Regions from separate parts of the Mus musculus genome. Here all the other regions are linked to region 1. A link is a contact called in public HiChIP or PLAC-seq, capture Hi-C and promoter capture Hi-C data. All regions are on one chromosome and are shown on one strand. The core of a region is the stretch at or near the end of the contact, and the rest is flanking DNA. Distances in the headings are between cores, read along the strand shown.

What was found. HiChIP or PLAC-seq counts read pairs in DNA pulled down with a chosen protein or histone mark. Capture Hi-C pulls out chosen DNA fragments and counts their contacts.
Region 2: a promoter capture Hi-C map of adipose tissue shows a contact between it and region 1. The contact joins the promoter of Dcaf17 here to the promoter of Pdk1 in region 1. A contact is called at or near these places in 6 of 39 promoter capture datasets (the 3T3-L1 cell line, the HPC-7 cell line, hippocampal neurons and 2 more) and 2 of 9 other capture datasets (adipose tissue and liver).
Region 3: a contact with region 1 is called in a capture Hi-C map of macrophages, with 3 times the contacts expected there. The contact joins the promoter of Cybrd1 here to the promoter of Pdk1 in region 1. A contact is called at or near these places in 4 of 39 promoter capture datasets (the 3T3-L1 cell line, hippocampal neurons and liver) and 1 of 9 other capture datasets (macrophages).
Region 4: a contact with region 1 is called in a promoter capture Hi-C map of liver, with 5 times the contacts expected there. The contact joins the promoter of Dync1i2 here to the promoter of Pdk1 in region 1. A contact is called at or near these places in 15 of 39 promoter capture datasets (3T3-L1-derived adipocytes, the C10 cell line, the HPC-7 cell line and 11 more), 2 of 484 Hi-C or Micro-C datasets (bone marrow-derived macrophages and muscle stem cells), 3 of 115 datasets of contacts at active chromatin or transcription factors (astrocytes, microglia and neural tube) and 1 of 9 other capture datasets (liver).
Region 5: a contact with region 1 is called in an H3K4me3 HiChIP or PLAC-seq map of stem cell-derived neural progenitor cells, with 3 times the contacts expected there. The contact joins the enhancer-like site here to the promoter of Pdk1 in region 1. A contact is called at or near these places in 1 of 39 promoter capture datasets (hippocampal neurons), 2 of 115 datasets of contacts at active chromatin or transcription factors (large pre-B cells and stem cell-derived neural progenitor cells) and 1 of 9 other capture datasets (macrophages).

Annotation. Positions count from the first base shown.
Region 1 is chr2:71,869,698-71,875,626 of GRCm38.p6, reverse strand. Pdk1 (pyruvate dehydrogenase kinase, isoenzyme 1) reads right to left here and starts at 2,403. Exons shown (of 11, transcript NM_172665.5): 1 at 2,062-2,403; 2 at 80-221. The coding sequence starts at 2,257.
Region 2 is chr2:71,052,486-71,058,414 of GRCm38.p6, reverse strand. It overlaps Dcaf17 (DDB1 and CUL4 associated factor 17), which reads right to left and starts at 2,671. Exons shown (of 14, transcript NM_001165980.1): 1 at 2,296-2,671; 2 at 1,817-1,920. The coding sequence starts at 2,421. Mettl8 (methyltransferase like 8) reads left to right here and starts at 2,809. Exons shown (of 10, transcript NM_145524.3): 1 at 2,809-3,044.
Region 3 is chr2:71,115,937-71,121,865 of GRCm38.p6, reverse strand. It overlaps Cybrd1 (cytochrome b reductase 1), which reads right to left and starts at 3,812. Exons shown (of 4, transcript NM_028593.2): 1 at 3,554-3,812. The coding sequence starts at 3,746. It also overlaps a transcript of Dcaf17 not described here.
Region 4 is chr2:71,208,497-71,214,425 of GRCm38.p6, reverse strand. It overlaps Dync1i2 (dynein cytoplasmic 1 intermediate chain 2), which reads right to left and starts at 2,480. Exons shown (of 16, transcript NM_010064.4): 1 at 2,352-2,480.
Region 5 is chr2:71,286,582-71,292,510 of GRCm38.p6, reverse strand. The region is part of intron 13 of Slc25a12 (solute carrier family 25 (mitochondrial carrier, Aralar), member 12); the gene reads left to right. Among named protein-coding and RNA genes, the nearest start is that of Dync1i2, 78 kb to the right of the region's middle. Within about 2 kb of position 2,235, at least 58 of the 459 cell types and tissues checked have an H3K27ac peak or open chromatin away from gene starts, as enhancers often do. A contact at or near this core is called in hippocampal neurons and stem cell-derived neural progenitor cells, where this site is marked.

The DNA of each region.
Region 1 (5,929 bases), core at 1,154-3,653:
CAGCCAGGCCTATACTGAGAAACCCCATCTCAAAACAAACAAACAGAACCAGAGCAAAACAAAAAAGATGGGCTCTTACCAACTTTGCACCAGCTGTACGGATGGGGTCCTGAGAAGATTGTCGGGGAGGAGGCTGATTTCTTTCATTATATTTGCCAATCTAACAGGCAACTCTTGTCGCAGAAACATAAACGAGGTCTTTTCACAAGCATTCACTGACCCTGAAACCAAGCACAGTGACAGGCAGTGAGTGACAGGCACCGGTAGCCGGAGCGAGAAAAGGAGAGTCAGTCACTTGGCAAGGCCACAACGGTACATTTACCATAGTGAGAGGAAGGAACTAGGAAACAAAGATATATCCAGGCACAGTTGAACTAACCGGTCTATAAAGTAATCCTGATTCCAAACTGACTTCCAATTCCTGAAATTCCAACTGCTCAGTACAACCATGTATGCTCAGTACAACCATGTAGGTACTTGTTATACTTCAGGATGACTAGGATTCAGGTAAGCTGTCTGCAGTAAGGCTCAGGGCCTGTGAAGAGAACTGGGAAAGGCCAATTCTATATACCCCACTGCTGCTGCCTTTAGAAATTCTGACTCCTGCTGGGAAGTAATGGCTGGAATCTTTAATCCCAGAACTTGGGAGACAGAAGAACGAGGAACTCTCTGATTTCAAAGCCAGCCTGATCCACAGAGTGAGTTCCAGGACACCAAAGCTACAGAGAAACCTTGTCTCGAAAAACCAAAAAAAGAAGAAAAAAAAAAAAAAAAAGGAAAAGAAAGAAATCCTGACTCTCGACTTTTGAGTAAATTCTGACCCAAGTCATTGACTAGACACAAATACTAACCACCAGAACAAATACCACCAGAACACAGTCAGTACAGAGGTTTTCAGGCAACAGAAGGCAAAGACCATCAACACAGTATCACCAACCATCAAGTGGAACCAGCTCAGTTGTCTGATTCCTGAGACCATCACCTCCCCCTTCCTCCACTCTTGAATCCAGATGTTTGGCAGAAGAGTTGATAAGTGTCCCTCCCCTGGCAAGCACCTTCACTTGAACTAAAAAAGTCACATTTCAGCAATCCATTTGAAACTAAGTGGACCTCGCAGATGGAACCTTAGCAGAAAACTATCTTGTCAACAGTAGCAGTATTATTAAGGAAAGCATCTTGCCAAAGTTTAATAGCGTATTCATGAACAAGGTGAACATTGCTACACCACAGTACAGGCATTCACAAATAAAAGCAAAACACACACACAAAACGGGGGCCTTTCATAGTCCCTTACTAAAGAAACACAAGGAAAAGCACCTGTCACTTCAAACCACAATTTTAAGATAAAGTACCTACCCCCACCACTAATCTCTCGTGCGTGCTAACCATGTTATAACCTGGCAGCACGACACAGAAGATAACTTTTTCTACTCCAGAACTTTCGGATTTCAATGTTAAGAGTTTATTCTAAGCATTTCCCTTTCCGCCTCATTACTCCTGATGAGAAGCCAAAAGTCAAAGGCCTAATTCTGCAGTTCTGCAATCTGTTACACACAGACAAGACCATGCACTTTACACGTGCTTGAGACTGGCTGCTGTTGAAACGAATTTGCTCTCGGTGAAAACACTGGCGAGGAAAGCACTGGGCCAGTAGTAACTTGTTTTCCAGCCATCACGCCACTCCAAACGATCGCCACTGTGCTGGCACCGATCTCGCCTCTGCAGAACACCACCCTCGAAGCAGTTTGAGCCCTGGCCTTGAACCTGAGCAAGGCATCCCCAAAGACACCAGGTCCCCAAGCGCGCACCTACGCACGTGCGCGGAAGGCTGCAGCCGCGGGCCCCCTGCTTTGTTTTTTTGGGTTTGTAGTTTTTTTTTTTTTTTTAAACACACTATAGTCGCACGTCCCTGTTACGTGCCCGGCCTTCCAGCGCCCGCTCCCTCCGAGGAGGAAGGAAGCACCTAAGACGCAGGGGGGGCGACACGAGGGAGGAGGAGGGGTGCGCCTGGGAGGACGGGGCCCGTGCACAGAGGCCCGACGGCCCAGCGGCCGCCCTCACCGAAGTCCAGGAACTGCTTCATGGAGAGTGGCGACGGCGAGAAGCGCGCATAGAAGTCCACCTGGCCCGGAACGCCAAGCTCCGACGCCGGCCCGGAACCCGAGGCCGAGGCCGAGGCCAGGCTACGGCTGGCGCAGGGGACGGCGCAGAGCGGCCTGACGCTCGTGCCGCCCCGCAGCAGCCTTGCCAGCCTCATACCGAGCCCCGCCGGAGGAGCCGGAGCTCCGGGCGCCAACCTGCGGCTGTATGCCGCTGCCCGGGCGCTACGTGCGGGACGTGGCTGGCCGCGGGGGCGGGGAGCTGCTGTCAGCGCTGCGGCCACCGCCCCCTCGCTGGAACCACGCCCCCGTAGGCGGAGCACGGACAGCACGGAGGAGGGCGAAAGGCTGCGCTAGCCACCGCCCCTGGTTAAAGACACGCCCATGTAGGCGGGGCCCTGGGAGGACGGAGGCGGGGAAAGAAAAAAAAAAAGGGAGCGCTGCTGAGCTTTGTGGGGTGTGGTGCAGCTGAAACCACCCGGAGCGAGTGGCCGCCGTGGGAGCCCGGCTTAAACGATCCAGCTTGCGCTGTGTTGCACCCCTTTGCACCCTTTCGTACTTCCTCCGCCCTCCCAGTCTCAGCGGAAAAGCTCTAGGCTGTGCGAGATCGTTGGCAATGAGCCTGTTCTCATTGCCCTTGGATCATGCAAGCCCTTGATTTGCAGGTGCAGCCGAACAGTGGTACAAGAGTTGAACTTGGGGGTGTGGCTCTAAAGAATTCCACAGCAACGAAAGTCCCGGGAAGAGCGCGTTGAAACACTTTATGCAAGCAATATTGCCACAGTACTTAAAGACTACTCGCTCTTTTTCTGTTAACTCATCTTAGAGTTACAATGTGCCTGCTCCATCTTTTCAATGTATAGAGATAGTGAATGTAGAATTAGAACATATTTAATATCTAACCCCACGAAAATCACGTCTGTCTTCTGAACACTGTAAAGTCCCCATCCAACTACCCTAACATTTGCTGTGTCTTAGGTGCAAGAAAACTATCCTGCCACGTGTGAAGTTTATCAATTATGTAGAATACACACCGAATAACACTTCATAGCTCCATGCTGGTCGCTTTTGGGTTTTGTTTTGGTTTTGTTTATGTTTTATGAGACAGGGTTTCTCTGTATAGCCGTGACTGTCCTGGAACTCGCTCTGTAGACCATGCTGGCCTCGAACCCAGAAATCCACCTGCCTCTGCCTCCCAAGTGCTGGAATTAAAGGCATGCGCCACCACTGCCCCGCTCGCTATTGGGTTTTGAAAAAACACAAATCATGAAGTCTGGGATGTAGCTCATATCCAAAGCCCTGCGTTTCATCCCCAGCACAAGGAAAGAAAAAACAAAAGCAACCCCCCCCACCCCACCCCCCCACATTGTGTTGGCCCAGGTTTATAATTTCAGCGATCTGCAAGTGGAAGCAGCAATGTGGGAGGTGAGAATTCTAAGGTCATCCGAAATCATGCCAGCCTGTTATTCTGACTCCTATCTGAAAACAAAGAAACAAATACCTGCCCACCCTCCCCCAACATACACAGAAAAACAGAAATTAGATCAGAGTCCCTTTAAAGAAAGCTGTTATTCTGTATCCAACAAACTGTGTGTAGCACAAAGCGGGGATATTGTCCGCATGGAAACAAAAGCAAGTGGTTTTGATTCTAGAGAAAGAAAAATTGTTTTTCCTCAAGTATCCAGTAGAAATTGTGGTCTCCTCTTGGGGTTCTTAGTCTCATTTAGAAAAGAGTTTAAGAATAGACTAAAGTGGAAGCTCAAGGATAATTTTATTAAAGTTTAAAAGAAGAAAAAAAAAACCTCCAAGGTAAACAAGCTGTGCATCTCAGCAGCTGCCTGGAGGAGGAGAATGGGGTAAAGAAAGAAAACAAACAAACAAACAAACAAAAAAGCACAAACCAACGAAAAGACCTATGCTGCTCCAGTTACTGGCATGGAGGTCAGATGGAGGTCTGCCACAGGGTGGGAAGGGGGGCCTTAGAGAAAAGGGTAAGGAAGCCCAAAGTATCAGAAAAAGCAGCATCAAAGAGGGAGGGGGTAAAGGGAGGGAGGAAAAAAGGGAAAATTGTGCCTTTCTGACTCCAACCCAGTACCTCATGGTGGTTTATAGGAACAGTGTTGGGGAAGGAGGAATTCTGGGAAGGAAAAGTACAATATCTCATTAAAGGACAAAATATTTCTTCTACCTATTTAGGATAGCTGAAGGCGAGTTTGCTTTCCTAGCAGTCCCAGGCCAGGTGATTGACACTGCCCAACTGCAATGTTAGCTCTCCACCCAGGCCAGAGAATCTAGCCCCTTCACCAGATGGAGGTTTGTTTTTCTTTCGTTTAAGAGTTATTTTATTTATATGAGTACACTGCTGTAGCTGTTTCCAGACACACCAGAAGAGGGCATCAGATCCCATTACATATGGTTGTGAGCCACCATGTGGTTGCTGGGAATTGAACTCAGGACCTTTAGAAGAGCAGTCAGTGCTCTTAACCACTGAGCCATCTCTCCTGCCCCTAGAGGGTTTTTTGGTTTTGGTTTGGTTTTTTTGTTTTTTCTTTTTTGGTTTATTGTTTGTTTGTTTGTTTGTTTGTTTGTTTTAGAGACAGGGTTTCTCAGTGTAGCCCTGGCTGTCCTGGAACTTACTCTGTAGACCAGGCTGGCCTCAAACTCAGAAATCCGCCTGCCTCTGCCTGCCAAGTGCTAGGATTAAAGGTGTGTGCCACCACCGCCCGGCTTGTTTTTTTCTTAATGGGTCTTTAAGGCTATTCTAACATTAAGTCCTTTGTTGCATCAGACCCTGTAAAGAAACAAAAACAAGAAAAAGATGCCTATTTCATATATTTGTGCTGTATAGCTGGGGAATGATAATTTTTAAAAAAAGTGGCCTTGAATCCCAGCATATAATATCTCCAATATAGTATAGTGAAATGATTGTTTAGAGAAATGATAAGTCATTATAAATTGAAATATCCTTAACAAAACAACCTATTTTTATAGCTGTTCCACTGTCTACTGCTTTTCTCCAGTGGCCTGTAGCTCAAATCCATCTGCCAAAGGAAGCATATTTGGGGCAGGAATTTCAGGTATCTTACAACACCATCCTGTCAAATGCAGGAGAGCTTGTTGTTTGAAAGGATTAAGTTTGTTCTGGATGACCCGGAGAGCAGATGGAAACCACAGAGTAACAGACACAATTCAACATGGAAAACTGTTGTCCGTTATACAGCCATTTCAGTCAGATGGACATCATGGAGGGAGGGGCTCTTGTTAGTGACCCTTAGATAGGAGTCTAGAAAACAGCTCTATAAGGATGGCCCTGGGAGGCTGTGGGAAAATAGGGTATTGTAAAGGAAAGAGCCTGGGTTGCATCTTAATGCTTTGACTGTGCTCTGTCAGTCATATGCCTTTCCATGTGTGTCTGTCTTAATCTCTCTGAGTGTAATGGTTTGTAGATGCTCAGCCCAGGGAGTGCACTATTAAAAGGTGTGGCCCTGTTAAAGTAGGTGTGTCACTGTGGGTGTGGGCTTTAAGACCCTCATCCTAGCTGCCTGGAAACCAGTATTCTCCTAAATTTGCCTTCAGATGAAGATGTAGAACTCTCAGTTCTTTCTGCACCATGTCTGCCTGGGCAATACCATGCTCCTACCTTGATGATAAATAATGCGACTGGACCTCTGAACCTGTTAGCCTGCCCCAATTAAATGCTGCCCTTTATAAGACTTGGCATTGGTCATGGTGTCTGCTCACAGCAGTAAAACCTTAACTAAGACACTGAGTATCAATATAGTACTAGGAAAGTACAACAAATGCCTTCATAAGTCTTCGTAGCATAAATA
Region 2 (5,929 bases), core at 1,422-3,921, 820 kb after region 1:
AAGGCAACACCCTGGGTATGAAACGGTGCCTAAGAGTCACTGTTAACACTGCAAGGCAGAGGATGGGCATCATGAGAATGGTGTAAGAGAATGTCCAGACTGCCACTGCTAGAATCAGAGGCTTATAGACACTGCCTTCTGGAAAATTGAAGAAATGAAAGGAAACCACTTAAAGCCTTTGGCTGTTTTCGTAAAAGCATAGGGAGAAGCATTTATTCCAGAAAATCTCCTGGAATTCAGTAAAGACAGTGGAAGCCCACAGTGTTTGATCCAGGCATGTTCCCCTGCATCCTTCTTCTAGCTCAACAAGATGCTATCACAGCTCTAAACTGTTATGACTGACTGAGTGCCAGGATCTGTCCCCTGCTGCTCTGACTTGGAAGGCAATCTCTGGAGAATGGGAAGGGTGACCCTGTTTTCATCCAGCCCAAGCCATGAGTTGTTGGGGCTGAGTCCTACCTTAGTATAGTTGAAAGTTGGGGCTCCCATGGAGACTCTACCTTGGGTATAACTACAGTGTAGAGTAACAGGGCCCTAACTACACTTTTCTTTGTAAGGTCCCGATTGGCCTTATCTTTCTTTCCTGGCCTGAGCATTCCCTCAGCTTCCTAAACTGCTCAGCTTTTTCTGTTAGGGGAGTCACTGCATTGACTCCCATGACCAGCTCCGTGGAGTCGACTTGAAGACTGCCTGGGAAAAGAAGCAGGCCATGAAACAGCCCCAAGTTCTTTCTAATAAAACTGACTTTACCTGCAACAGATGCAGAGAATTTCAAGTATGTGTGTACTCTGTCAATCACTGGAAGTTACATCCAAGGGCGAATCGAGGGACATGGGTAGATTCACCAGCACTAAAGGCTAATAAATTGTAGGTTGGGCGATTTGCCAAAGAACCAAAAAAAAAAAAAAAAAAAAAAGATACCTCCTGGAGTCAAGGCAAACCTCAAAAATCACTAGTCTCTCTGACTTCCAGTTTCTGATCCCACAAGAAAAGAACTTAGGCGTTATTAATCACTTCTGAGATAGTTCCAGCTGGTGCCCTGCAAGCATGAGGACCGGAATTTAGATCCCCAATACTCATGGTTTTCCTAGAGTTGTGGAGGTGGAGACAGGCAAATTCATAGCACTTGCTGACCAGGCTGTCTACAGGTATTCTAGCTTCCCAGTCCAGTGAAAGGAGAACCTATCTCAACAAGGTGATTTGCTCCGGAGGAACAACACCACTGAAGCTTGGCACACAGAAAAATGCCCATAATTCTTACAGATGCAAAGTGAAAGATAAAGAGCGGCAATTCCATAATCCCTTAATCCAGGTGACGGGCATGGAAGCATCAATTCACTGTGTCGTTCTCTTCAGTCTGACCTTGAATGGATGGAGGCTGGCTGTTAAATACTATTTATCTACAAATACTATACTTTTGTTTGAACATTTTTTTTCTCTTGGGAAAAAAAAAAAAGTACTTCTAAAACAAAATGCCTGTCTCCTAAGCAGCATCTAATTATTTCACAACCCATTTTCTGGACTCTGATCTTTAAATGGGTATAAAACAGCAAACTGTGCTGAGAAACGTATTATTTTGCCTGTGCTATAATTTTGTGTGAAATAAAAGTATTTACAAAGATGAAGTCCGAAACTTTAGACTTAACGAGTTTTTAAGATCACATGCATTTTCCACCTAGTTTTATTATGGACTCATTTTTTTTTTTTTTTTCATCTTCCAATTTCACTAAGTACTAAAGAAGCCACGTGGTTCTATAAAAACTAGGGTCAGGTGGATTATAGCAAAAAAAAAAAAAAATCATCACCAAGAATTTACCTGCTGACACAGCACCGGTAATTGTCAAAATATATTCTTCCTCTCTCATAGGCTATAGGTGACTTGGAATGAGTTGTCCAAACATTCTTAAATTTAGTACTCTCCTGAAAGACACAAAGAATTTCAGTTTAGGAAAGAACTCAGTCCCCTGCTATGGAACCATTTTCGGTGGGTAGTTGAAATCTACAGTTTTAAAGTACATTGTTTCTCCTTTTTTTTTTTTTTTTTTCTCCCTCTGCCCATAGATGTCGGTTTAGTTGGATGCCCAAGTTTTGAATCGATTGTTTGCAGGAAGGCAAAAGAAGCTTTTTAAAAACTACGCCAGGCGGCGGACCTGAGTACCTATTTTCTAATACCCTAATTGCGGGACACGGATGCCCCTCCCCACGTAAGACCCTCAAAGGGGTATCAGAGCGCGTAAAAAACTGCAGCCCGGCAGGAGGTTGGACCCCGGGCACCCCGACTTCGGCGGGCGTCACCTGGCACACCAGCGCCCGCAGGATGCCCAGGTTCGTCCTCTGCACCACGCCTGCGTCGCGTGCATAGAAGCCCAGAGCCCGGCGACTCAGCCTGCGGCACACATTGGCCTTCCGGGTCCGGCCCATGGAGACTAGGGGTCCGCAGGGCCCAGGAGGGGCGCGCCCCTCACTTCCGCGAGGGGTGGCAGCCGCCACCTGCGAACCTCAAAGGAAGGCTGACGCGGGACCCCGCGCTGGGGACTCGGGGCAGAGATCAAGAGGTAGCGACACACGGATTTGACGCAAAGGAACAGAATCAACGGCGCCTTCCTGGCCCTTCTTTCTGCTCTCGGGATTAACGCTGCACCTCGCGGCCCTCCGTATCCACTCCCTCTCCCGGAAATGTAGTCCCCTTGGCCTTTTCCGCCCCTATGGCTTCTTTTTCAGAACTACAATTCCCGTCAGGCAGAGCGAGGGCTGGCCTGGCCCCGCCCCACCCCTCCCTGCCCCTAGCCCGCCTCTCCTGGCCCTAATAGGCTGCGCCGTAGGGCTGCGCAGTGGGTCGGGTAGCCTTCCGGGCTGCACGCGGTAAACCTGGATAGCTTTGGTGGGTGCTGTGCAGCCACCTGGTGGTGTCGCTTCACCTGTGTGTCCCAGGAAGCAGTCCCTTTCTGCCCTGGTCGTGGGACGACTGCCAACCCCTCCTTTGGCCCTGCAAGGCTCTGGCCACGCGTCCAGAGGGGCGTTGTGGCCAGTGGGACCCTCCAAAGGTACGCCCCGTGGCTTTCCCTCAGCCGCACTTGGGACGTTGTGGATGAGGTTGACTTCAACATTTAGTTGTGTAACCACTATGCTTTTGTATGGTAATTAGTGGTGAAAGTTGCTGTTTTTCCCATCAAAGTAGGATTGAATTTCTCCTTCCCAAAGGCTCGTCCTTGTGTGGCCAGCGGGGACCCTGACTGGTTTTGTGGTAATTGCTGTGTTTTCTTCCTCCTTCCATTTTTCCCCCTTATAGGGAATAAAATATGAAATGTTTGCATTCTTATTGAACTGCCTAAGATAATCCAGGTTGACTTCTCTAAGTAAAAAATAACATTCTCTGTGAACTAGCTCAGCCTGCGTGTTCAAAATTACTAACATACTAAAAATTTCCGTAACTGTATACCAAATGCGACCCGTAACCTCATTGTAAACCCCTTTAGTGTGGTGTCTGCATCTCCCACATAGACTTAATAGACTTGGCATGCCACTCCGTGATCTTAAGTGCTTAAAGAAAAAGTCAGTAAGCACACCAGCTTTCTGATCGACAGAAGTACAGTACAGGATGGATGTGCTGGATCAAACGTTAGCCGTTTCATTTTGTTGTTTTAAATGGAAAACTCTTATACCCTTGATGCATTTCCTTCGGGGTCTGGCTTTTTTGTTTGTTTGTTTGGTTGTTTTGTTGGAGGTTTTTTTTTTCCCCCCCTGATATTTCATGACCTGCTTATAGCATACGGTGGAGTGAGTGCTTTGTATATTTTTAGAAAGCTCCACAATAGTTAATTTGGTCATTCATGAATGCAGCTGTCACTGAAATGCTGGAACCCAGAAAAATATAGCTGGATTTTCTTTGGCTGAAGCGAAATGCAAATCATTGCTGAATTGCACTCATCATTTCCTTTTTGTCTTTCTTGTCGCAGCTCTTGTCTTTCTGTGCTCTCCCACCATGGCTGAGCTTTGGTTTCTGTGCTTGTTTTTCACATGACTTCTAAGATGCCACTATGCTCCACTATTACCACAAAAACAGTAGCAAGTAGTGGGCATATTGTGATCATACCTTCCGCGCATTCACTTTAACATATTAAGTCCCAACAACTGGATGCAGACCACCCATTCAGACATGAGGGCCATGCCCCTCACTTGCTGCTCTACTGTAATGGCGCTGTCTTTCTTGGTTTGGACCAAAGTCCCCCCAGTTTCTCCCAGGTCTGAATGCTTAACCTCTGGAAACTCTGTGCGCTTGAGAAGACTGTTTACTTGCTTCTCCTTCACGTCCACTCTTACCAGGGTGGTACTTCAAGGCCAGTTGCCTCTCAGTGTTTTTCAGGTTTTTCCACGAGGCATCAAGCTTGGCCCCTAAATCATCATAGTAAGTGGTTTCTTTCCTCACAGTCGACAGCCAGTGAGCTGGCTGAGGGACTGCACAATATTCACGGCTTGGGCAGTCCCCATTCTTACCCGGCCTTCTGAATGCTCCCTTCCTGTGCTATTGATCTTACCACTGGGATCCCTAAGGAGAGTCATTAGACCATCTCTGCCTCTCCCACAACCAAGTACTTTTGATTCTATTTCTGTCCAGTCTTTTCATCCCAGTAGTTTTATGCCTTCCTGTTTTCTATCCCATTATTAATTAGCCTTCTGATTGTTCTTCCTGCCTACACTTGGAGACTCTCGATTCCCAACCTGCCGCAGCCTTTTAGAGAGTGATTTCACTAATGCACAAAGCTGTCACATCATTCTTAGTGGCTCCTAGTTACCCACCACAGAATGTCTCAAACCAGAATCCAACCTAGAGTCTTTCATTGTTAAAGTATTTTTGGTATGTTAAATGTATGCAAATATAAAACCATATATAAAACCCTATGTAGCTTTTGTGCAACTATAATAACCAGGCTTTTTGTGAACTAAGTGAAGCAGAGCTATGTAACCAGTAAATTCAAGTGCACACTTATTCTTTTTGTTTGTTTGTTTGTTTTTGCTTTTGTTTTTGTTTTTGTTTTTCCGAGACAGGGTTTCTCTGTATAGCCCTGGCTGTCCTGGAACTCACTCTGTAGACCCAGGCTGGCCTTGAACTCAGAAATCCGCCTACCTCTGCCTCCCAAGTGCTGGGATTAAAGGCGTGCGCCACCACTGCCTGGCTAAGTGACCACTTACTCGTTGTGATCATTTGTACTGTTTTACTGGACCTTAAAAATCCAGAAAGCAAATCCATCTGTCCTGGCCTTCTTGGTACACTTCTCTTGCATTGAGACCTATATATATTTTTCTAATGTTACAGATTAATCAGTGCTCCTAGTATTTATTTAACTCACGATGAGACTTTCCCTTGCTCAATGTGCCTTGACTTTCTTTGACCTTCCCTGGACAACATCATTTACATACAGTAAGTGTCCTAGTTACTTTTTTTCTATTGCTGTAATGAAACACTAAGACCCAAACCCAGGTCCACCAGCACAGGGATGGCAACACCCACCACAGTGGGCTGGGACCTCCCCCATCAATCAGTAGTTAAGAAAAAGACCTACAAGCCTGCCTGCCTGCCTGCCTACAGCCTAAGGCTGTGACCCCAACTATAAAATTATTCTCATTGCTACTTCATAACTGTCATTTTGCTACTGTTAAGAATCATAATGTAAAATCTGTGTTTTCCAATGGTCATAGGTGACCCCCGTGAAAGGGTTGTTTGACCCCAAAAGGGCCTGTGACCCGCAGGTTAAGAGTTGCCATTATGGAGGTATTTTTCTCAATTTAGGTATACTCACTGTTGATTCTAGTTTGTGTCAAGTTGACATAAGACTAGCCAGGACTTGTTAATTAATCTGCATGTTGCTTGTTGGGTAGTGCACCCATAATCTCAAATGTGGGGCCCCAAACCCAAAACAGCAGTCAGATA
Region 3 (5,929 bases), core at 2,563-5,062, 760 kb after region 1:
CTTTCTTTCTTTCTTTCTTTCTTTCTTTCTTTCTTTCTATTGTCTTTTAAATGCTACTTAAATGTAGTTAAATTCTCTCACAGAACCAATCTGAGATCAGTAAGCTATTTAATTTCTCTCCCTTCAGCTTCTGTCACAAAGGCAGTTGCACATACAGAGAGGAAGGAGTGTAAAATTGCCAAGACCTCCTTTCACTAATGTAGATGCCTGAATTTTCCACTTTTCACTAAAGAATCCATTCCAGCACGCTGAACCCTTAAAAAGGTCAGCTGCCACTTGGCGAGCGTTCAATTGTTTCCCTCTGTGGCCCTCTTTACAATGGCCAGTTTCTCTGGTTTCCCTGAAGTATTTTTATTTCGCAGGAAGCATTTGCTATAGAGAAGCACAATGCCTCGTCTAAACTCTTCCTCATTCATGTCATAGTGTGGCTAGATTTCACATTAGTCTGAATTTTTATTTAGCAGAGACTGGTGGCACACACCTGTAGCCTCAGGACTTGCAATGGTCTAACAAGAAGATCCCTTGTATGTCAATTCAAGGCCAGTCTAGACACCATAACAAGTGTGCTTCATTTTTTCAGACCCTCCCATATCTATTATACTTTAGGAATACATATATTTCCATAAGTATGTCTGGTGAGAGGGATGGAGAGGAAAGATTTACTTTTCGCTTCTTTTAAAACCTTTTTGTTATGTGTAGTTTGCCTGCATATATGTATGTGTACCACAATCATGCCCGGCGCCCATGGCGGTCAGAAGAGCGTTAGGATCTGCTGTAACAGGAGTTACAGATGGTTGGTTGTGAGTCATCATGTGGGTGTTGGGAATTGAGCCCAGGTCCTTTGGAGGAGCAGCCAGTGCTCTTAACAACACAGCCCCGTCTTTGTAGCTTCGTCCTGCCGCTTACTCCATTCATAAAGGTTCCAAGGACCCAGTCTCACGCTTAACAGTTTCAAATCCTGTTTGCTTAACACATATGTAAAGTACTTTAAACGTATGGCAGTGGTTGTGTATTAGCTATTCCTGCATCAGCTCCAAATGCCAGCTTATAGGAGATACAGAATAGCTCATATCACAGCCTCTACTAGAAATATAACATCTCATAGCATAAAAATCCCTGAAGCAGGGGCCGGAGAAATGGCTCAGTGGTTAAGAGCACTAACTGCTTTTCCAGAGGTCCTGAGTTCAATCCCCAGCAACCATATGGTGGCCCACAACCATCTGTAATGGGATCTGATGCTCTCTTCTGGTGTATCTGAAGACAGTGACAGTGTACTCATATCAATAATAAATAAATAAGTTTAAAATAAAAAAAAATCCCTGAAGCAATTACACACAATACAACACCCTGGGACAACGTGGGTAGTGTTTGACCTGTGTTTTCCTCATAGCCTCTAAAGTCAACATCATATGTCTTTGGAGGGTTTAGGATGGCTCAATATTTTTTCTAACTTTACTTTGGCTTGAAATCCCTTGAGTGTACTTTAAGTTTTGATCTATCTAATCTGATTTTGACCTGGGCAGTGGCAATGAGCTAGGCACTCAATCTCAAGGTTATAAACAGTAACACTCTATGGTATACAGTTGCTAAGCCACGAGTCAGGTGTAGCAAATGCAGCCTCAACTTGCAACTTCGGATGGATTTGCTGAGCATCTAAGATGGTTCTAAACAGAAGAGGATCTGTGTTTGTTCCTTCCAATCAATGCTGCCTTCTCACTGATGGGATGAGGAGTATTTGTGGACCAAGGTATGGAAGAACTAATAAGAACTCTGCATGCGGCTACATGTATGAAAAAGCTAGTTTATGTTCATTAACCACTTTATGTGATTAAAACGTGTTGCAACCATGTTGCAAATCGAGAATCCTTGTAACCAGGATTGTAAATGTTGACCAGCCAAGCAGTGGAACATTAGCACAAACAGACGTACTGAGCTTAGAAGAAACAAGCCTTGTCTAAGAGCAGCAGATGAAAATTCCAGTACACCCGTATACGTGTTTTTGCACCAAGGTAAGTAAACAGATTAAGTGCAAAGTTTAGAGAAAGTAGAAATCTTTAGGAAAAGAGTGAAATGCGTTCCAATATGAATGGAGAGTCTCAAAGTATATTTTAGATGATATTTTGGCTTGCTGTAAAGTCCATGTTTCAGAAAGTGAGCATATTGCCATAAAAGCGAAGAGCACTGGGGGGAGGGGGAATTGTTGAGAATAAGGCGCTTAGAAGAATTTCTATGTCCATGGGTTAGCGCCTCTGCGTCGGCTCACACTCATATAATGCATCCAGTGAAGACACAGAAGATGCTCAGGAATGTTTGTACTTTTGTGAATGTCTTCTGTTGGGTTAACCCGCCTGACAGGTAACCCGCTGTCATCTGTGTTTCCCTCACCCTCAACTACAGCACTCCGTCCAAACATCTAAAGGGTCTCACGGCGTCCGGAGCTGTTCTGGGTGGCTGGAAGCCACGAAGAGGTGTTTGGGACTATTTAATTAAACAGAGGATATTAACAACTCTGGCCAAACGAAAGCGCTCCACCGTGATGGAAAGAGTGCTTCTGGTGGTTGGAACTTTAGAACCTGGATATGTTTTTCTCATTTTAGGGTAGTGGCCAAATAGCTGGGAACTCTGCAGCGAAATGGCTTGGATGCCTACCTCACACCACAGTAGCTCAGCATTAGTATTACCTTCTCCAGATTCCCATGGAAGAAGGCTGACCACTCTTGCTGGAGGCCGTAGCACCGGTTTAAAGCATGCGCGGGGTTGGGGGGGGAGGGCGGGGGGTGCAACACACACACACACACACACACACACACACACACACATTTTTCTTTAGGAACGAAGCCAGTGCTTCTGTTTGCTCATTTGTGGGACTTTTAGTATTGGTGAAGAAGAGGAGGCCTGTTCAGAAGCCAGGCTGCTAGAACCTGTTCCGAGCCTCTCAAACAGTTTGTGCTAAGCAAGCCCAGCACAACAGCTTGGCTTTTCTGAATGCATTCTCGCTGTCACCGCCTTTTTGGAAAAGTGAAACGTGCGGTGCCCCATTAGCTGAAGAAGACAGTGAAGATGAAGAGTAGAATTGCAGGGGGAGAGAGAGAGAGAGAGAGAGAGAGAGAGAGAGAGAGAGAGAGAGAGAGATAGATGGATCCCGGGCGTCCAGCGGTCCCTTGGGGCCACTCTCAGCTTTCATCTCCCTGTCAGATTCAAGACCACAAAACTCCGCCAAGGAACTTTCGCCACATCAACAAATGGAGCGCAGCCAGGCAGCAGCCGGTGACTGATGGAGGTGCCCAGAACTCCGGAGGAAAGAACAGGACAGGGGAAAGGATGGAGAGGCACCAACTGACGATGCTGCGCGGAGACTTGAGCTCCCCGCCTAGGAGACCTGAAGCAAGTTCAAAGGCCAGCCTCACCGAAGCTGGGGTTTCGCGTCCCTGACTGCGCAGGCCCTGCCCACCTGAGTAACTTTCCCTAGTTTCATGAATTCCTTGGAATCCACGACGGCGTCCCGGGTCCCATCGCGCAGTGACCCCACCAACCCCCTCGAGGATCCCAGTACCGATGCCCTGGATGAAGACGAAGCCGGTCACCGCGAGCACCGGGTGCCAGTTAAACTCGAGCCCGCTGCCGTTCCAGCCAAGCCCCTCTCGGAAGTGCAGGACCCAGATGAGCACGAAGATCACCGACAGGAAGCCCACGAGCAGCGCGGACACCAGCAGCCCCAGGAAGCCCCGGTAGCCCTCCATGGCCATCAGCACCCCATGCTCCACGACAGCCTGCTGGAGAACTTGGTGTTGCGGCCGTGGCCTCGGGGTACTGGCCCGGCGGTGGGGCCGGGGCGGCGACTTCTCGGCGCCGTCTCCGCCCGTGGGGAGGGGCTTTCTTAGGGTAACAGGCTGTGGGGCCTCCCGGGGGTGCCGCGGGCCCAAGCTCCAGACGGTCCCACCCCTTATCCCCCATCCTCCACCCCCGATCACGCGGCTGCACCGTGAGCTCTGGCTGCCGTGGTGGCCACCACCTGAAGAAGCATCCAACCTCCTTGAGTGTGAGTCAGTTCCTCACCAAGACAGCGCCCAGGAGCTCAAGCCTACCACTTTGCTTCAACTCTATGCGCCTTGTTTCCTTATTCTTGTGGAGGGCGGTGGTACACACTCTTTGTCACCAGAGACAGATTCACTGAAAGTGGTGAAGCCTGCGGTTGTAGTTATCCAGGCTTCCTGACCCCCCAGAGGGTCTGCTGCTGAGGGCAGCAGTGGACTTGGCCTTACCGTGTAAGGAAGCACCTGTAGGGATGAGAGTGTAGTGGAGCTCACCTGTGACCCCAACATTCAGAAAGCTGAGGCGGGAGGATAGCCACAAGTGTAAAACCACTCTAAGCTACATAGAGAGTTCCAGACCAGACCGCTATAGAAAGCCTGCCTCAACATCAAAACAGAGAAGAGAGAAAGAGAAGGCTGAAAGCGCAGCTAAATTGGTCTTACTTAGGTTTGCCTAGCGCGCACAAAGACCTGGGCACAGTCCTTAGAACAGTCCTTAGAAGTGACACACCCCTTATAATTTTACCATGGGAAAAGTAGAGGCAGGAGGATCAGATGTTTAATATCATCCCCAGTTACATGGAGAGTGTGAAGCCAGCCTGAGGTACATGCTATCCGATATCAAAAATAGTAACAATAACAGCTGGAAAAGACAGAAATAACAGAATATAAGCCACCTGCAACTTGCAGTTGCGCCAGGGAAGACAGGCAGTCACAGCCCTGGACTTGCCTGGAGTGTGCTAAAATGAGTTTAAAGATGTCTGCCTGCTCAAACCAATGTGAGCCTAGACCTTAAACCTCCCTGAGTGACTTAACTTGATGAAGAGACACTGGCTTCCTGTCCTTTTCCGTTATCCTTGCCCTTCTAGGTGAGACATTGAGCATCACTATCAGAGGAAAAGGGTGCTGGATGCCTCGGCTTCCAAAGTGCATTTGGGAATGCTCCCTCTAGCCCTTAGAGACCTTACAAAACACAGGAAAGGTAGTGTGTGTGTGTGTGTGTGTGTGTGTGTGTGTGTGTGTGTGTGTGCGCGCGCGCGCGCGCGCAAAGCTCGCGCGAGTGTGTCTCTGTGTGTGCACACCTGTGTGTGCGCATGTGCACACGTGAGCACACACATGTGCATATGTGCCTGCTCATCAAGGAATGGTTTTTCCAATTATAGGTTTTGAGGGCTAGTTCAGTAGGTAAAGGCACTTGTCACTAAGTGTGATAACCTGAGCGTAGTCCAAAGAACTGACAGGTACAAAAGAAAACCTACAAGTTGTCCTCTGACCTCTACATTTGTGCTGTGCTGTGCGCGCCCCCCCCCCCCCCACACACCACTATCACCACCGCACCAAATAGATGTTTAAAATTAATTTTAGAATAAGAAACTATAAACAACATTTTGAAGTTTTATTTATTTTATAACTATGAGAGTTTTGCCTCCATGTCTGTGTACCATATGCATGCAATGCCCACAGAGGCCAGAAGAGGGCAGTGGATGCCCTGAGACTGTAGTTACAGACTAAAGCTGTGAACCACCTACCATGTGGGTGCTGGGAACTGAACCCTGGTTTTCTGGAAAGGTAGCCAGTGCGCTTAACAGCTGAGCCAACTCTCCAGCCCTTAAAATATTGTGTTTTTTTTTTTTTAATTAAAGGTTTTAGACCAAGGAAGTGGAGTGTCAAGGCCCTGGTAGTAGAGCTGGATTAATGAGTAAGAGATTTGAATCTGTGGCCTGCGGCCATGTTGTTATTTTTCCCTTGGTAAGGAGATTAAGTAACTGGGAGGAAGGGCATTGTGTTGGGAGATTAATGTGTCCATCAGGGTTTCAATGGAGAATGGACAGCATATTCAAATTGGGCAATTCAGTAATGACCAGGACTATTTACATTTAGTGGGCAGGGTTTTAACA
Region 4 (5,929 bases), core at 1,231-3,730, 660 kb after region 1:
CCAACATTAACAATAATCATTACATTGATTTAAAAGAACAAGCAACAGGCTTTTTTTAAAAAAGTACTTCAAGAGGTGTACCAAGAAGCTAAGAATTTCAATGGTACCCATAGAGAACACACAAGTTCTACTTTTAAAATAGCAAAAACCATATATGCATACTGTTAAAATGTAAGAAAAATTATACACAAATGTATGAAGAAATATTTCCTAGAACTTGAGCACAACAGCTAGTACATAGATGTTTTCATGTTCCTAAGCCCAAATTTAACAATGTGTCACTGTAGCCAGGTTGGCCTTGAAATCATAATGTAGCCCAGGATGTCCTCATGGCGATTCTCCTATCTCAGACTCTGGTGTGCCAGAGTTAGCCAGCACACCCAGATTCCATGTTTTCTGATGTCTCTGTATTTGAGTACTAGATAATAAAAGTCATAACTAATGCTTAAAACAAACGACACTGTTGGTTTTAAGTTCTAGACGAGTATGATAGTTCACACCTGTAATCTGGGCTCTCTAGGAGGGAGGCACAAAGATTCTGAGTTCCAGGCAGCCTGGGCCATACAGGGCAAGACAGGCTTTTAAAGAATGCTTATGTCTTCAGCTATGAAACCAAAACTATTACCAGAGATGTCTGTGTTTTGTTCCCAGAAACTTAATAAAACACTGAATAGCTAAACAGGAAGTTCCTAAAAATTCTTTTAAATTCTATAGATGTTCCATGACAATCAATCAAACAGTATATTTCCACCTAACACCTTCTTGTGGCATTCTTATGATTATCTATATGGGCCTGAAATGTTCCATGGTAGATAGTCATCTGGATGAGTTGGGGGCTGTGTTTTTATGGTTTTTGTTACCTTCACAGCATAGCAACCTTAACACTGAGCTCACAGCTGCTAAACGATCCATCTGCAAAGTAGATGGGATTACGAACACAAGCGTGTCCTCATACTGACTGTTATGCAGGAGGGAGGGAGGAACGAGGAGCTTTCTGAACTGGAAAGGTAACCTAGGGACTCAATGTAAGGTAGGAGCCAGGACCTTGTTACCTTCTCTACATTACTGGTTCAACCTTTGTCAGTGTCTCTCTCCATACAACTGCAGGATTAAATGCTTTTGATTAAGGAAACTGGGTTAATAACCTCTTGAAAAGTCTAGGAATCTCTTAGGATCACAATAAAGTTGGATTAAGGGCAAATTTGGTAAGGAGGAAAAATTCATCTATGAAAATGAAAAACATTCTTCTATGTAAATGAAAAAGGGAGAATTCTTGGTAGCGTACTTCAGAAAGACAGGACAGTGGGCAAAAACTAGTGAGCAAGTAACAGGAAATCCCTTTAATATACACTTTTTTTTCCATTTTTTATTAGGTATTTAGCTCATTTACATTTCCAATGCTATACCAAAAGTCCCCCATACCCACCCACCCCCACTCCCCTACCCACCCACTCCCCCTTTTTGGCCCTGGCGTTCCCCTGTACTGGGGCATACAATGTTTGCGTATCCAATGGGCCTCTCTTTCCAGTGATGGCCGACTAGGCCATCTTTTGATACATATGCAGCTAGAATATACACTCTTATATATACTCCCAACCAAGTCATTTGAACAAACTCGCAAAGCAAAGCTCGTGTTTCTTCACCCACTCTTTTCAGGTCTCTAAAAAGCTTCATACTGTAAGGGCTGTTGAAGAAAGTTTCCATACACATCACTCTGTATGATTTTTTTTTGTATTATGTATGATAAATAATACATATTATTTTCTGTTTAGGACCAATTGTCAACAATATACCAATACTGCCTGGAATCTAGTTTGAAGAAATACTTCTTCCTTCAACTCTAACTATTTTGTCCCGCTGAAGCACGGGCGATCAGTTAGCTCCCTCATTATCAGACAGGTCAGGGCCTCTGCTCCGTGACTGACAGGTTCATTTTCTTAAAACTCCGGAAAAAGGAAAGTGTCTAGAATGATGTTTACAATCACAGTGTTCAGAGACCTCCAACACACACGCTAGGTGCCTGGTCATTGCTACTGACCCAAGTAGTAGTGATCTTTATTAATAAAAACCAAGCAAAGCTTAAGGAATTACTTTCTCCCTAGGCTTAAGGCCAAGAGGGTGCGGTCCGGGCTGGGGTGTGTCCGAGGTCCACCAGACGGGTGCAGGACAAATCCCGAGGGTCCAGGCCGCCTGCGGAGGGTCCCGAAGGGTTGCCAAGGGCCCTGGTGGCCTCCCCAGGCCGCTTTGAGTCACCCGGGCCGGCGCTGTCAGAATATCGGCCGGGCGGCCCTACGAGCTCCAAAGCGGCCATCAGAGGCAAAAGGGACTTGAAGGAAGCGCGGCCGACCGACCTGTCAGGTGGCGGAGTGGAGATCGCTTTCTCTGGCCGGTAACTTCCCGGGAACGTCCCTCTCCAACTGTCGCCGCCGCAGATCCGCGGCGTCCCAAGCACACAAAGAGGGATGGGCGGCGGCCGCTACGGCGAGAGCCGAGGGACAAATGGCTGCGCCGAGACGCGGTCTCACACAGAATCAGAGTCTTTGCCGCCCAGCGCAGAGGGGCGGCCTCTCCGTGACTTACCTTTTGTAAAACAGAATCTCCCGGTTGAAACAGATACACCGGCCCGGGGCCCGAAGCGTTTCCGCTTTGGCAAAAGCTGGACAACCACACCTCACATCCTGGGGCGGAGCCCTCAATACCTCCAGAGAACTTCAAGTCCCGGCAACCAGGCGCCCTGCCTGGGCGAGCGAAGCTCTGTGGGAGTTGTGGTCCCACTAGAGGCAAGGAATGCTGGGATATGTAGTCAGTCTTAGCTTTCCTGTCCCCAGCACCAAGGCCATCTTTCTGCCCTTAAAATGCTAATGAGAACATTCCAGAGTTTGTATTGAAGGTGTTTTCTTCCGTGGAACAATGATTACAATGCAGCATGTGCTGCTTAAGGTCTGTGGCCCAACATTAACAAAATCTTAAGTCCTGTTTTTCCATAATGAACCTGAGAAAAGGGCATTTTAAGAAGTTTATTTATAGGCATGTGCTCGTAGATTGATTTGCAGGGGCCATGGATTATTGAGGATTCTTGTAGCATGTGACACAAGATCAAAAATAAACATATATTGGGGCTGGAGAGATGGCTCAACTGTTAAGAGCACTGGCTGCTCTTCCAGAGGTCCTGAGTTCAATTCCCAGCGACCACATTGGTGACTCACAACCATCTGTAATGAGATCTGATGCCCTCTTCTGGTGTGTCTGAAGATAGCTACAGTGTTCTTGTATAAATAAAATAAATAAATCTTTAAATAAAAATATATTAATTTAAGCAGGGCATGGTGGCGCACGCCTTTAATCCCAGCACTCCGGAGACAGTGGCAGAGGCAGGCGGATTTCTTAGTTCAAGGCCAGCCTGGTCTACAAAGTGAGTTCCAGGACAACCAGGGCTATACAGAGAAACCCTGTCTCTAAAAACAAAACAAAACAAAACAAAACAAAAAAATAATTAGCATAAAAATAATTTCTAGTATTTTATAACAGAATAGTTTCCTCCAAAAAGTGTGTTTGGTAAGAAAGCATTTTATACTATTGGATCTGGTTAGATTTTTAATATAAAGAAAATAATTGAAATAAGAATTTACCAGAAGTGCATGGGCTGATGCATGTGGCTTGAAGAATTTATTTGAATAATCTGAAGCATTATTTGCCAAGTATTAAAGCGTTATTTGCTAAATATTAAAGGTAATACCAAAGCATTACTTTCTTATCTTCTAGAAAACTGACAGGAAGAACATTGTTTAAGTTTAATATTGATCTCAAATTTGAAGCTTTAAAATTTCAAAGAGCGTTTAGTTATGCAGACTTTGTTTCCTTCTTTCCAAATAGTTTTTGTTTAGTCACTTGAAAATTGTTATGAGTAGCCATTCATCATGTACCAGGAATGGAGCTGCACACTCTCAGAGCTGAAACAAACTTTCCTCTTCTCAACGGAGAAACACTGGGTTCTCAGTTCCATCAACTGTTAAGATGAGATTGTGTAACTAAGTCATAGAAATAGGTAGGTAAGAAAAAAAATACTTTCATTAAGAGATGCTTCCAGGTACGAGTCTTTGATTTTGGAAAGTTGATTAGAAATCAATCATGGCTGGGCAGTGGTAGCACACACCTTTGATCGCAGCACTTGGGAGGCAGAGGCAGGCAGATTTCTGAGTTTGAGGCCAGCCTGGTCTACAGAGTGAGTTCCAGGACAGCCAGGGAAAAAGAAAGAAAAAATTAATCATGAAAACAAGATTCAGAAAAGTACCATGGTACTGAAAAAGAAGAAGAAGAAGAAGAAGAAGAAGAAGAAGAAGAAGAAGAAGAAGAAGAAGAAGAAGAAGAAGAAGAAAAAGGAGAAGGAGAAGGAGAAGGAGAAAGAGAAGGAGAAGGAGAAGGAGAAGGAGAAGGAGAAGGAGAAGGAGAAGGAGAAGGAGTAGAAGAAGAAGAAGAAGGAGGAGGAGGAGGAGGAGGAGGAGGAGGGGGGAGGGAGGGAGAGAGGGAGAGGGAGACAGAGGGAGAGGAGGAAGAGGAGGAGGAAAATAGGGTTAAAGTACAAAGATGAGAGCGTAGAGCATAGTAGAGAATCAACAAATAATTCAGAATGGCTGTGGGCTAAAATTAAAACTGAGGATTGAAGCCACAGGAAGAGCAAAGTCATATATATCCAAGCCTAGACTGAGATCAGTCACTCACAGACCGTGAAGGCCAATCTAGAGTTCTGATGTCCGGCCATGTTTGTTGTCAAAGCTTGACAATGACACCATGGGCTCATTTTCTGATGTTAGGAATTATATACTGGTGTCAGGGACAGCTTCAGAGAAGAGGGACAATTGCCCCAGTCCGATGACTAAGATAGCCTGGGCAAGAATACCACTTCCTGTTTCTTATTCCGTACAGAGGGGAAAAGAAAAGTCTTCTCAGCCATTTCCCTTTAAAAAGCAAAAGGAAAGGAAGGAGAGAGAGAGAGAGAGAGAGAGAGAGAGAGAGAGAGAGAGAGAGAGAGAGAGAAAAGAATGACCAAGCCAGATCTTGTCAATTAGTGTTGGAGTGTTTGCCTTGTGATTGCTCAGCTGGGGCCTGAAGACTTGTAAATGTATTTAGAAGACAGAAATACAACATGTAAGACAGCAACAAAACCTGGACCGATTGCCAGGAGAAAATGCCCCAAAGCTGCTGGAAACTCACTCAGCAGGAATTTGGGGAGTGTCTTCATAAATGGGCAAAGTTCTCACATCAAATCCATTGATGAGCCAGGCTGTGTGCATTGCCCTATGGTATGGTCTCTGCTGTCTGCAATCTTCAGGCTCCCTTGGAGTCCCCACTGTGTCTAACAGAGCCCTGTGAGTGGCTGCTGATGCTGCAGCTCATCGAGAATAAACAGAAAGTCCGGTGACGTTGGGCTGCACCTCACATAACTGTAGTCACCTGAAACTGTCATGTGGTTCCCCAGCCCCAGCTCTTCCCATCTGATCTGCCATGGACATATGGTTTCATGACTTCTGTATGTTGTGAAAAAGGAGACCTCTCAGACATCAAAAAACTCTTTCCCTTGGGAGTTTTACAGTGAAACTCAAATCCCAATAAAATAGACACCTGGGGGGAAGAAAGAAAGAAAGAAAGAAAGAAAGGAGGGAGGGAGGGAGGGAGGGAGGGAGGGAGGGAGGGAGGGAGGGAGGGAAGGAAGGAAGGAAGGAAGGAAGGAAGGAAGGAAGAAAGAAAGAAAGAAAGAAAGAAAGAAAGAAAGAAAGAAAGAAAGAAAGAAAGAAAGAAAGAGAGAAAGAGGAAAAAAAAGAAGAAAGAAAGGGGCACAGGGTGCTGGTGCAGATTCATGCCGTGATCTGGTGCAGGTAACACACACTTAGGTATCACAGAAGATTCCACTGAACTCTGTCTTTAAGATGGG
Region 5 (5,929 bases), core at 986-3,485, 580 kb after region 1:
GTGCAAGGGGGCAGGAGGCAAGAAAGAGGCAAGAACATAAGAGCAATATATGTAATTTTAAAGTGTTCTGTTTTGCTTGTGCACGTGGAAGTGCACTGGGTACATCTATGTGCCGTTGGTGGACAGAAGGAGGTTTCAGATCCCCTGGAACTGGAGTTATAGATGTTTGTGAGCCACCATGTGAGTGCTGGAACCTGAGTCCTTTATAAGAGCAACAAGTGCTCTTAGCAGCTGAGCCAGTTCTCCAGCCCCCCTTCTAGACTTTTTTTAATTCCTAAGTTTGTTTGTTTAAGTATCAAAGGAAATGTAATAGCAGGTGTAGTTCCTGTCCATTGCTCTTCTCTGAAACTGTAAAGTTAATTGGGCCCTTCAGTTTTATGTGTAGCTATGAGTGTGCCATTGCATTTCCATAAGCCTTTTTATGAGGCTGCAAGGAACACAAAGAGACTATAAGTATATTGTAGCAATTGGCAAAAATTCCAAAGCCAGAGGCTGAGATTGTGATTTTTGTAGAGCTCGGAGGCTTCTGTTTTTAAGGTGTAAGCATTACATTGGATTTAGACTGGCTGACACATCTAAGCTTGCAGCTCAGCAAATGTTCCGAGCAATATCTGTTTCACAGTTGATAAAGTGGTTTGCCTGAGGCTTTCGTAGTCCATTTTGGTCCTGAAAACGTTAATGATTTCTAGTTGGATTAGCTGGAGGTCTTCACAAAAACCTTCTCACTTGCTTATGGAGCCTGAGACGATGAGGTCAATGACCTGAGAAGTTTTAATTCAGAGAAGATGTCCCTGGGGTCAGAGGAGCAATTGCTCCAGGCTTCTCTGTCATGATGCGTGTCAGCTGGACCCTTGCCTTGTGTGGGGGGAAGGCCAGGCTTGTGTGTTTGCTTGTACATCATGGGTGGGTGTGCTTTCTCATGGAGGAGACTTATTTGGCTCAATTTATTTTTTATGAATGATAAATGATAGACAGAAGTAAAGCCCTTGCTTACATGTGTCTACAAAAGTCTACTCCTCTCTCATATTGTAACTAGATGCTGTGATTGTTTCACTTTTGTGTAAACGAGAAATATATTGGTGGTTTTAGTTTCCATTTGGCTAGGAAGCTTCCTAACTCATGCTGACCACAGCATATGCATACCTGTGATCTCCTGAAAGCTGAGCATCTTTTGTCGTGGAGAGGATTGTAATGCGTGCCTGTGACTCCCAGACCAGGGTGGCTAACCTAGGAGAATCAGAATTTCAGGGTCATCTTTGGCTACATCTGGGTTTGAGGCTAGCCCGGGCTAAATGAGGCCTTATCTGGGAAAAGAAAAAGAAACAAGAAGGTTGTACATTTTGTTTTCCAAACAGCTAATTATTTCTGTGCTGTGTAGAGGATTTTGGTCATAAACTGGCCTGTTCTCTTATCTGACCTGTGACCTAAGTGGTTAAGCAAGAATCAGAAACTGGATTCCTTTGCTCTTTCTAGGTGTGGATTCTTGTTTATAGGTGAAGTCTAAGATGTCCTGAGGGTTTGGCTAACACTGAATTTATCCCTTAATCATGTTTTACTTATGGATGATTAATGGCCGATTTTTGATTGGCTGATAGTAGGAGAAATAGCGATGTTGAACTCTGGGCAAAGAGGAAAGAAAATGTGGCAGTGGCATTTTTATCTTTTCTTTTTTTTCTGACAGTCTTACTCTGTAGCCCAGGCTGGCCTTAACCTCATGATGCTACTTCTTTAGCCTCCTGGAGACCAGGATTACAGGCTTATACCACTTACAAAGCTCTTTTTTTTTTTTTTTTTTTTTCTGTTGATGAGCCGTCATACCACAGGGTAGATGATTGTTAAAGCCTAGCCTAGCACTTCTCTCAAAAGTCAGTTAACTAAACCAGAGAATAAAGTCTTAGATGAGTGGCCAGGCCTCTGTTTCTAGACCAGCAGGCACCGTGGGACAGAGGACAAACTCTTCCTTGAGTGAAGCCAATCAACAGTGTGGAAAGCAATTTCACTGGGCTTTGAAAATGAGTCCACGCCCCTATTGGTACTGATCAGACCGGATGTATAGTGTCCTTCAGGGCAGTTAGCTGAGTGCTGGGCTAGCATGGCTGAGCAAATCACATTGCTCTTCCCCAGCGCCCAGTGTTAAAGCTTACTAGGTTAGCCAGCAAGGAAGGCCCTAACTGAGCTGGAAGCTCTTCCCAGCAAAGGGATTAGTGAGCGCCCAGGCCAAGCTTCTTGTAGCTGGGAGGGAATGCTGTTGCCATGAGAACAGTGGAGATTCCAGATCTGCAGCCTGTGTTCTGCTGCTCTGCTTTCCTTGGCTTTTGTTTTGAGATAGGGCCTCAGCTTGCAGCCCTGGCTGGCCTGGAACTCTTTATATAGACCAGGCTGCCCTCTAGCTCCTAGAGATCCACCTGCCTCTCCCTTCTGGATGCAAGGATGGGAGGAGCCTCCATGCCTCGATGGTCTTTTTCTGTTTTTAATCGGTGTGTGTGTGTTATGTAAGGGCTCCGATCAAGACTCAACATACCGAAGCATGCAGTCATCACAAGCTGCCTTCTTGGCACTATGATCAGTTTACCTTAAGGTTTGGGTTTTTTTGATATACATTTGATATGTATGTGATCTGATGTGTGTGTGTGTGTGTGTGTGTGAGAGAGAGAGAGAGAGCGCAGCCACAGAGATGACAGTTTGCCAGTTCTCACCTTCCACCATGTGGGTCTCAGGGCTTACAGTCAGGTCACCAGGCCTGCCTGCAGCTTCGTTACCCACTGAGCCTTCTTGCAGGCACACCACAGTCAGTTTTCAAACTTGTGTGGTAAGGCTGCGTGTGGTAGCTTCTACCAATCCCAGGTCTCTGGAGGCAGAGACAGGAGGATCACTTCCAGTTCAAGGCCAGTCAGGGTTACAGTGTGAGACCCTGCCTCACAAAACAAAAAAGCTACATGCAAACAACAACAACAAAACCCAAACCAACCAAAACAACATAAAAAAAAAAAACCCTATGTTCTTTATCGATAAAAAGTAATATACGGGGAACATCCACATGTCTACCATCCAGCCTAATTAACATGCTGCTTCAAGCAATAGAGACTTTCGGTCCTCAACTGTACATTTTGTAGAGATTATCTCATTAATCCTAAAGAGTGACCGCATTGTGATCTCATCTGCAACAACTGGCAAAGACAAGATCCAAGGCGCCTCTCCATATCCACCCTCCCCCTGCGGGAACACGCGCCTGTTCTTTATTTCATCTGTTGACTTTCCTCTCAGCATTTGTCCTCTGGATTTTTCAGGCAAATGTCGTGGTTGATTTTGAGGATCAAACTCAGGACCTCGTGCCTACAGGGTGTGTGCCCTACCAGAGCTGTGCCCCTGGCCCTAAAAGGATAGTAGCTTTACTGATCCCAAAGTCACCCTCTAATGCTATATTGTATGTGTTCGATTCTGTAGCTCTTAGTATATCCACAGAGTACAGACCACCAGCATCAGAATCAGTGTTAGCAAATCTCATCACTGTGCACACCAGCACCAACACACACACACACACACACACACACACACACGCACTCACTCACGCATACACACACAGATACTTGTTAGCTATCACCTTCTGTCTTCCCACCTCACCCCTATACCCTAGGTGGCCATTCATTAATAAACTCCTCCATAGACACTAATTCTGAATTTTTCCTATAAATGTAACCATGTGGTATATAACCTCTGGGCTCTGCCTTCTTTCCCATAGCATGTTTCCAAGGGTCACTGATACTGTAGCATGCTCCCAGGGGATTTAGAAGTGTCTCTTTGACTGTGCCTCTCTTCTGGCATTTCCTTTTATATGTTTAATAGCCATTGTGAATGGTCACATGGTCAGGGTATGTGCCATTTATTGGCTGGATCTCTTATCTTTGTCACATAATTTTTAAGTTATCTCTAATAAAGTTTATCATTAAATCTATTGATTTGTGCTTGGAAGTTAGAAGACTTCCAGGAATCAGTTCTCTTCATGTGCCATGTGGGTCCTAGAGACTGAACTCACATCATCAGGCTTGGTGGCAAGTGCCTTTCCCAGCTACTCAACATGCCCTGGTTTGTTGCTTTGTTTTGAAGGCCTAGGTCTATAGCTACCCAATTCCCTAGGTGAGGAAGTCTGTCTTCTCCTACAAGTGTATCTTGAATGTCTTTGAGAGCAGCGGAAACAGATCCCCTCTTCCGTTCCCAGGAATCCGTAGGATCCCAAATTCATGCTGCAAACTTGCATGGTCACACACACACACACACACACACACACACACACACACACAAAGAGAGAGAGAGAGAGAGAGAGAGAGAGAGAGAGAGAGAGAGAGAGAGAGAGAGAGACATCATTGAACATTTATGCCACACGTAAAGTATGATTTACCTCCAATCTTAGCTCATTCTGGCTACTAAGACTAAATGCCATAGGCTGGGTAACCACAGAAAGTTACTGCTCACAATTCTGGGCTGTCCAAGATGAAGGCACCATCAGACTCATTGTGCTGATCCTTGCTCTCTGGACCTCAGGGGTGCCCCGCTCCTGCACCCTCGTGTGGAGGAAGGGGACACAAGAGCTGTCTTCATCTTCTGCGGCACACTAATCCCACCCACAGGGGCACAGCCTTTAGGACCTGGTCGCTTTCCAAGGTCCCACCTTCCTGGGTAATAGATTCCAACCTATGAATTTTCAGGGTGGGGAGACACATATACTCAGACCATAGTACTTCCCCTTATTTAGTCTAAGTTTTGTGTTCTTTTTATTTTGTTTTATTTTTTTTTACTTATTCACTTTACATTCCACTCACTGTCCCCCTCTCAGCCACCAAGGTTTGTGTTCTTAACACTTTGATAATATATCACCCAACAGTAAACATATACTGACCTTTATTCTTTTAAAATTGTCACCACTGAGGCAGAAAAATGGCGTTGGTCTATAAGGCCCAGTCTTTTGTCTGTTCTTGAGACAACTAATTCTGTGACTTTTATTATGTTTTTTTTTTTCTGATTATTTTCAATGCATACATTTTGCACACCTATTCAAGTGGCTGATCTGGCCTTACGGAAATCCAAGTTTTGGTTTTCCTCAGACTCTTCGAGGGAACTGTAAGGCTTCCAGTGATTGGCCACTGTGGCTGGAGAGAAATGGTTCTAAACAATGGAGAGAAGCAACAAGAGACCTGGCACCCTCAGGGCCAGTCCCCAGCCTTTCTGCAGACCCAGCTCTTGGGGTGGGAGTGTGAGGACAGAAGGGAGACCAGGACTAATCCTTAGCCTCAGGTGCAGGGGAGGTCAATGGCTGAGTTCTAGCCTTTCCCAGGGAGAGAGTGGGAGGGGCGTGATTTTTATATTATGTTTCTGTTGTGTACAGTTAACTCTCGTTGCAAGCAGGACGTATTCTCTTATGTGTTTTCAGTGTGGTTCTAGAACAACCAAAAGGACAGATGATACTGAAAACTCAAAGCTCTAAGCTTGTCCTGCTGTTAGTGTGTCTGAGAAAAACAAGTGCCAATCTGATGAAGAGTTTAGCAATTGGGGGTTAGAAGTTATTTTTGGTGAGTAAAAATTTCACCAAAAATATGGCATAGAGAACGGAAGTCGCTTCCTTATGAGACCCAGAAGTATGTCAAATTAGGTTATACCCATTTATATCTAGGGATATATCTATATCTACACACACACACACACACATATATGTATATATAAATGAATGGGTGTTTTACCTGCATGTGTTTATACTCTACATGAGTGCCTGGTGCTAACAGAGAGGGCATAAGACCCCCTGGAACTGCAGTTAAAAATGGTTGTGAGCTGTGGGTGTTGGGAATCAAACCTGCTCTTAACTCTTAAGTCATCTCTCCAGCCCTGCTCCCCATCATTGTGTGTTATGATGATCTAATTTAAGTTTTAGTTGGTTATT